2 separate regions of the Sus scrofa genome follow, and region 1 is linked to region 2. The links are chromatin contacts, called in public HiChIP or PLAC-seq maps. All regions are on one chromosome and are shown on one strand. The core of a region is the stretch at or near the end of the contact, and the rest is flanking DNA. Distances in the headings are between cores, read along the strand shown.

Evidence for each region. HiChIP or PLAC-seq counts read pairs in DNA pulled down with a chosen protein or histone mark.
Region 1: an H3K27ac HiChIP or PLAC-seq map of skeletal muscle shows a contact between it and region 2. The contact joins two enhancer-like sites. A contact is called at or near these places in 2 of 47 Hi-C or Micro-C datasets (embryonic fibroblasts and skeletal muscle) and 2 of 2 datasets of contacts at active chromatin or transcription factors (alveolar macrophages and skeletal muscle).

Annotation. Positions count from the first base shown.
Region 1 is chr9:126,115,485-126,119,386 of Sscrofa11.1, forward strand. The region is part of intron 1 of FAM129A (protein Niban-like); the gene reads right to left. Among named protein-coding and RNA genes, the nearest start is that of FAM129A, 55 kb to the right of the region's middle. Within about 2 kb of position 1,912, at least 2 of the 83 cell types and tissues checked have an H3K27ac peak or open chromatin away from gene starts, as enhancers often do. A contact at or near this core is called in skeletal muscle, where this site is marked.
Region 2 is chr9:126,037,900-126,042,219 of Sscrofa11.1, forward strand. The region is part of intron 5 of FAM129A (protein Niban-like); the gene reads right to left. Among named protein-coding and RNA genes, the nearest start is that of EDEM3, 57 kb to the left of the region's middle. Within about 2 kb of position 2,437, at least 18 of the 83 cell types and tissues checked have an H3K27ac peak or open chromatin away from gene starts, as enhancers often do. A contact at or near this core is called in skeletal muscle, where this site is marked.

The sequences.
Region 1 (3,902 bases), core at 662-3,161, 77 kb after region 2:
ACTTGATTCAGTCAGACACTGAGTCCTCTGAATACAATTTTCTTGATGACAACTCAAACACCTGCACTAATAAAGTTTGACCTAGAACAGCCCCAAAAACTCATCACATAGTCACATTCTGATTTTTTGACTATGTAATGTGCATTAGTAAAAAATTAACCAAAAGCTATTGTATGTGATGCTCTCTAAAAACAGAAACAGAAAAAACCCACCCTAACTCCCTACAGTACTATCTAGCTAGTACCTGGTTTATTTAAAGTCACCCATTTTTACTATGAGAATTACTCTTCCATAATGTGAATTCACATGGCACTTTATAAAAGTGATAGAACCTCATAAGATTAACTTTGCTCAGGGAGGAGTTCCTGCTGTGGCTCAGTGGGTTTAAGAACCTAATACAGTGTCAGTGAGGATGCAGGTTCGATCCCTGGCCTCGCTCAGTGGGTTAAGGATCTGGCCTTGCTAGAAGCTGCAGTATAGGTCACAGATGTGGCTTGGATCCAGTGTTGCTATGACTGACATGTCATTGCCATGAGCTGTGGTGTAGGCCAGCAGCTGCAGCTCCAGTTCGACCCCTAGTCTGGGAACTTCCATATGCCACAGGTGTGGCCCTAAAAAAAAGAAAAGATTAACTGCTTGAAGTCCAAGCCTCACTCACTCTAAACTAGCATTATATGCACCAAGGGAATTAAATATGAGGTAGAACTGTAAATAATTGAGACCACCTTCCACGATACACCTGCAAAAGCAACTTGTGTTCATGGTGGCAGCAGACGTGCCAATGTCAGCCACATTCCAATTTCCATATGTTGATGAAAAAACCAAAGAGTACAGACTCACAGAGCTGGATGGGCGCATAACAGTCACTTCCAATCCTCTCCTATTTCGGATCAAGAAACTGGCCCATGCACAAAAATAGTTGGTAATAATACAGTTATGAAAATGTTAATAAATTAATGTCAATGTTTTTGAGTTTTCCTCTACATTAATAATACCCTGGGAGTTCCCTTGTGGTGCAGCAGGTTAAGGATCTGGTATTGTCACTGCAGTGGCTTAGGTCACTGCTGTGGCATGGGTTCACTCCCTGCCCTAGGAACGTCCATGTGCTGTGAGTGTGGCCAAAAAAATACTACACTGATTTCTATGGAGGAATTCAAGCACTTTCTTTTGTTAATGGAGGAATGTAAGTACATTTTCGTAATGGAAACCACTTTGTCAAGAAGCCTTGTGAAATGATCTTAAATTCAGGTCAAAAGACATTGCTGGAGTTCCTGTCATGGCTCAGCAGAAACGTATCTGACTGGCATCCATGAGGATGCAGGTTTGATCCCTGACCTTGCTCAGTGGATTAAGGATCCGGTGTTGCTGTGAGCTGTGGTGTAGGTCACAGATGCAGCTTGGATCCCACTTTGCTGTGGCTGTGGCATAGGCCAGCAGCTACAGCTCCAATTCAACCCCTCTCCTGAGAACCTCCATATGCCATGGGTACGGCCCTAAAAAGACAAAAAAAAAAAAAATGTTGTTATGTTAATTTAATGTGTTAATTTTAGTGTCCTTTGGTGTTTATATGCTTAAACATTATTCAGGATGTGTCTTTGAAGGTTTCTGGACAAGGTTAGTATTTGAATAGTATTTGAATAGGTCAAGCATGGACTATCATATTACCCTATGTTGGTGGGCCTTGTCCAGTCAGTTGAAGGCCTAAGTTGAACCAAAAGGCTGAGTAAGAGGGAATTTCCTCCTGCCTGTCTTGAGCTGGGAAACTGGTCTTTCCTGGCCTCTGGACTTTGAAACATCAGCTTTTCCTGGATCTCTAGCCTGCTGACTTTCAATTTGGAGCTGTACCATCAGCTCTTCTGGATCTCTCATTTGCTGACCTCAGATCTTGGGACTTGTTGGCCTCGATTGTGTGAGCCAATTCTTTTTTTTAAAACATCTCTCCTGACTCTCTCTCTCTCAGCCTGACTAATACAGATATAATCAACTGAAGTACATTATTGAGTTCCAACATAATTATAAATTTATTTCATTTATTATATATTAAACTGTTGGTCAACAAGTTAAAAGCAATGCAAATGTCTAGGGCCTCAATGTAATGAGTTCTAAATTTATCAGTAGAATCAGCATGCCAATGTGTTTCAGAATACTCTCTGAAACATATGGAAAGGTATTTAAATCATTCCATGAAGTGAGTTATGAAGGACACCCAAAGCATCTGGCTCAGGTTCATCCAATTGGCAGAGGTTGCCAGCAAGAAGGCAGAGATGCAGGAGCACTCTGGGCACAGGGGAAATGAGTTGACCTTATCTGAGTAGCCCTTAATCTCATTCAGGTGTTCCAATTAAGTGGCATCACTGTCTCAATTAAAGCAGCAGTCTTTGCTGGCTAATACCATAAAGCTCCCTGGGAAATGCACTAATTAGGTAGATTTTCTTATCTACTGACTAAGAATCTGTTTTGCACCAAATCAAGGTTCAAAGGTACTGCTATGGACCAACCCATCATTTGCAGGATATTTGAAATATCTTTTCCAAAGTTCCTCTGGTCTCTTCTCTGTATCCTACTTTAAATGAACCATGAAGCATGTTGAATCACAGAACACCAATAACAAGGGTTTTGTATATGTGTGTATTTTAATCATGAACCATTTCAACATAGTGAATAGTAAAGTGAACAATATACATTCCCACAATCCATTTAAATAAAATTCTAACATTATCCCATGTTTATCCCCAAAAATTTTAAACAAAATTTGTTGTATAGCCCCCTTTTACCCTGCCCTCAGCATTAGTAGGCACAAACTACGCTCAACGTGATGTCTATTCCTTTAAGTCATCTTAGACTCTTGCTACATGCATATGTATCCATATAAAACTAATAGCACTGTTGTGCATATTTTCAAACTTGGTTCTACCTGTCATTCAGTAGCTTGATTTTTTCACTCATATTATGGCAGAGAGAGAGGTATTCTATATTATATACATATCTATGATATTTAATTCTAGCTTATTCATTTTAACTGCTAGCCATACTTCTAACATATATGACACTTTATTTATGTCCTTGTTGATGGACCTCTCATTTTGCTCTTATAATCAATGCTGATGGCAGTGTTTATGGTGCAAATACATAAGAGCGTCACTAGAATGAGTGTCTAGAATTCTGGGGCAAAATGTAAGCACCTTTACCTGCACTTGGTATTGCAAAATTTTCCTCCAAAGTGTCTGTACAACACACATGCCACTAGCTGAGTATGAACGTTTCCTCCTCCCACATCCTTAGACACTCGAGGAATTGCCCCACTTACACATCTATGTTTACGTTGATGTGTGAAAAATGGTGCCAATTTACATTTACCAGATTACTATTGAGTGAGCATCTTCTCATACATGTATTGGCCATTCAGGTTTCATTTTGTTTTGTTTTTTGTCTCTTTTTTTTTTTTTTTCTGTCCCGCGGCATATGGAGGTTCCCAGGCTAGGGGTCTAATCAGAGTTGTAGCCACCGGCCTACACCAGAGCCACAGCAACACGGGATCCAAACCACGTCTGCAACCTATACCACAGCTCGTGGCAACGCCGGATCCTTAACCCACTGAGAAAGGCCAGGGATCAAACCCGCAACCTCATGGTTCCTAGTTGGATTCATTATCCACTGACTCACGACAGGAACTCTCAGATTTCCTATTCTGTGAATTCATACCCACTCCTCATACGTCTTTTTACTGATGTTTATTAATTTTCACTGTGAATCCTTCTCAGATATAAACATTGCAGTGTTTTTCCCCAACCTCCAGCTTGCCTTTTCCCATTGATTATAGTGTTGAACAAAAGTTTTTAAGTTTATTGGAGTCAAATTTAACTATCCTATTCTCTCTGGTTTGTAATGTGAATGTCTGGTTT
Region 2 (4,320 bases), core at 1,187-3,686:
TTTTAACAGCTGTTTTCATTTCCAACCTAAGGAAACAGAGCGATGGAAGAAAATGTGGTACTTAGTTGTGAGTATTGCCAGACCCGCAAGCCTGGGAATGAGGTTTTAAGTTCTTCACATCCTGACAAGAAGCATAAATTTACTTATTTCTTCCCTAGCTGGCCTCAGGAGCTGGAGGAGGCATCTGAAATTCTGTCCATACCATCTATATCTATACATATAGAAAGGATGACATTCCCACTGATGGTTGCTTTTTCAAAGATCTTTAAAAAAAAATAACTGAAGACATGGGATTTGGGGGGAATGATGTGGGGGAGTCAGAGAGAAGTCAAAAAAGAACTAGAAAAGCTAGCATGTAGTAATGGTGCAAGATGAAGCACTTCAATACAGACAGAGAAGAAAAGTATTAGTCATCAAATGGACCATAAAGGAAATTACAAACACTGAACATCAGCAATGAAATTTAAAAGAATAAGGGCACAAATTTGCATTCTGGATTCTACCATTAAGACAGACTTAAACTGAACGTTAACTACTCCTTTACCGTAGGGTAAAAAGGCTCTAATCACTGATTCATCATTAGATTTTTTTCAGCTTATAAAGTAATTAAATTAATTTGTATAAAACTTTTAGAACAATATCTGCCAAATAATAAGTTGCTTTGTGGATACTGGTTCTCATGGTCATAAACAAAGCTCAACAGCAACTGCCAGAGCATTAAGGAAATAAAGAACAATGGTTTGCTTTGTAAAAGACAGAACTACATTGCAATGGTCACGTGAACTTCATCTCTTCTAAGCCATTTGTAAGGGCACTGCTGAACTCAGCCAGAATGTACAGGTGTTTGAGAGAAACAAGATCATCAGTTCTTTAACCAGCTTCCTGCCACAGATCCCATGGGAACAAATTCCAGGACCTCAATCACCCATTCTCCTGCCAACAAGAAATCAGGTTAGTTCCGTGGCCCCCAGAATCAACAATGGTTTTTGGTCTTTAAGCCTTCTCCCTGCAAGATAACTTAGAAACACATGGTAGGCATCAGCTCGAACTCTACGCTTCCAACACGCTATAGTTACAAGGATGCTCAAGGAGGCATGTGGACTGGGGAGAACTCAGGCATCGTTAAATCCAGCTCCTTTGTTTGATGGATGAGGAAACTGGAAGAAGAAATGGTTAATTGCTTAGCTGAAGGTCACACAGCTGGTCAGAATCAGAGCCAAGAGTTGAAAAAGTGGTCATAAGCAGCCTTGGCATTCATGCTTACTTAAATCATAGACTATGGGAATTAGAAGTGACCTCAAAGGTCACCCACCCAATGCTCTTGTTTAATGCTGGGAGTCTTCAGAATCCCAGACTGACACTCCTCTGGCCTTAGCTTAAATGTTTCCAGTGAAAAGATGCTCACGATCTAATGAAGTAGTCTTTTTCGTCACCAAACTGTTGCAATTATTTGAAAAATTTTCCTTCTGCTGAGCCAAAATCTATCTCCATGGACTCTCATTAGTCCTGCTTCTGCCTTTCAGAGCAAAATAGACAAGTTCACCCTTTTTCTGTATGGTAACTAAAAGATAGCTGAGTATCCTTATTTTCCTGCAATCATTCTTTGACAATACAGTTTTTGGATTTTTAAAACTTGGCCCACCTTTTTCCTTCCTTCCCTTGGTGACCGACTCAAATCTGTCAATATCTTTCTTAAATTTGGACTTAGACTGAATACCACACAAGGAGTATTGTCTAACTAGTGCAATTTACATGAAGTAGAAAGATCACTTACCTTTTTCTGGTCCCTAACCTCTTTTTTTTTTTTTTTAAATGCAGCCACATCATTCTGTTGGCTCATTCTGTTGCCTTTCCTATAGTCTAATAAAATCTCTACATCTTTTTCATATAAAACCCTTGTCAATCTAAGCCTTTCCTAACCTATACTCTGCTTTTGATTTTGACGTGCAGGCTTCAACATCACCCCTATTAAATTACAACTTACTGTGAGCAGTTTAGTGCCCTGGAGCATGCCAAAATCATTAAAAAAATTGTAGTTCTGTCCCCAGACTCTCTTTTTATGCTGATATCATTCAAAAATTTGGTGGGCTTGCCTTCGGTGTTTCTGTCCAACTCACTGACAAAAACATTCATCAGATCAAGGGTGAGGACAGAGCCCTGGGAAACTCTAGACATTTTAGGAGACGTGTGGGAGACACATCTTGGCCATTCACTCAACAATCACAACTTCAGCACCAAGACGTGTCTGTTTTCCTCAGTCTCTCCCTAGTTCTCATCTGTGCAGCTGCATGGAAAACTCATATGTGGGGGACATGATTAAGGATTTTTGCAAGGGAAAGAAAGCTTCTCCAGGCCCCTCGGGGGCAGTTATTCAGGGGGCCAGCCAGAGAGAAAGTGCTTTTGTTTTTTTCCACTTACATAGATGTACTGCATGTCTGAGTCAACTGAAACGCCAAAGCTCCAAGGCCTATGTAGTCATTCTGGATTTGGACTTCGGCTGCTGTGTTAGGATTCCCTGACTCGGGATGGGTTGGGAAGCTGCCTTGTTATTTTATTTTATCAGCAAACTGTGCCAAGCTGTGTTAGCTGATCTGCCTGGTGACTTGTGAAAGTTATATAACAGCATTACTCACTACACTGCTATGAGGTTCATCTCACTAAGGTATACTTCTAAACCATCTTCGGCTTCAGGTCATCTGTCATCTTTTCTAGCAGAGCTGCAGCAAGGCTGCTTGTCCTAGTTTCTTTTCCAGAGCAGAGAAGCAGCAATGGGAAAAGTAACCAAGATTTATTGAATACTATCATGGAACATGAACTACTAGGGATATTTACACACATTATCTTGTACAATCTTTCTGATAATCCCATTAGGTAGGAATTCATATTCCCACTTTAAGGCTGACAAAGAAACTGACTTTCAAGAAAGGCTAACTAATCTGTTTAAGCCAATTTGTGGTCAAGCAAAGCCTATTTGCTTCCAATGTCATGTTATCACACTCTATAGTTTTATTTTTTAATTTTCTATTTCGAGATAATTATAGATTCATGTTTTTATAAGAAATAATACAGAGATATCTAATATATCCTCATCCATTTTTCCCTAATGGGGATATCTTGCAAAAACTATAGTACAATATCACAAGCAGAAAATTGACATTGATGCAATCTAGCCACCTTTTCAGATTTCAACCATTTTACATGCACATGTGTGCATGTGCATGTGTGTGTGTGTGTGTGTGTGTGTGTGTGTGTGTGTGAGTGTATATTGTGGCTTGGCTTTAAAATTTTTTAAAATTTCATTTCCATGTGAGTTCCCATCATGGCTCAGTAGTAGCAAACCCAACTAGTATCCATGAGGATGTAGGTTCGATCCCTAACCTCACTCACTGGGTTAAGGATCTGGTGTTGCTGTGAGTTGTGGCTGTCGTGCAGGCCAGCAGCTGTAGCTCCGATTCAGTCCCTAGCCTGGGAACTTTCATATGCCATGTGTGTGGCCCTAAAAAAAAAAAAAAAGGACAAAAAAAAATTTCATTTCCTTCTCAAAGTTTAGAATCATATAATCGACTATACTATAGGGATCATTTAATCCAAGCCACTCATTTAATTAGTCAGCGGATTGAGGGCCAGACAAAATGTGACACGAATTATTAAATACAAGAGAAAACCTCTCATTGGAACTAAAAGTGAATGATGTTTGTTCTAATAAAATAATAATAACAGTTTTTATTGTTATCAAAAAACATATTCATGACCAACTTAAGCAAATCTTTATTGCCAAACTGTAAATAATAACTTTTATGAGTACTAACCCAAGGATTACTTAGATGTGCCTAAATTGTATTTTGTAAACTCCCAGAGTAAAATAATTCATTCGCTGACCAAGTCATATCTGTGTTAGTGAGCAAAGACCTACCAGGAAAAGAAGAGGAATAAGCCAAGAAAGAACACTCTCCTCCTGGAGATCCAGAGACCCAAGGGTGAATTGTAACGGTGTTGCTCCAGATGAAAATACAAAGATAGGAATTCCCATCAAGGCGCAGCAGCAATGAATCCAACTAAGAACCCTAAGGTTATCGGTTCAATCCCCGGCCTTGCTCAGTGGGTTAAGGATCTGGCATTGCCGTGAGCTGTGGTGTAGGTTGCAGATGCGGCTCGTATCCCGCATTGCTGTGGCTTTGGTGTAGGCTGGCAGCTACAGCTCCAATTCGACCCCTAGCCTGGGAACTTCCATATGCCACAGGTGCAGCTCTAAAAGGACAAAAAGACCAAAAAAAAAAAAAAAAAAAGATAAAAGAACTTACTCTAAGGATATAAAAGACT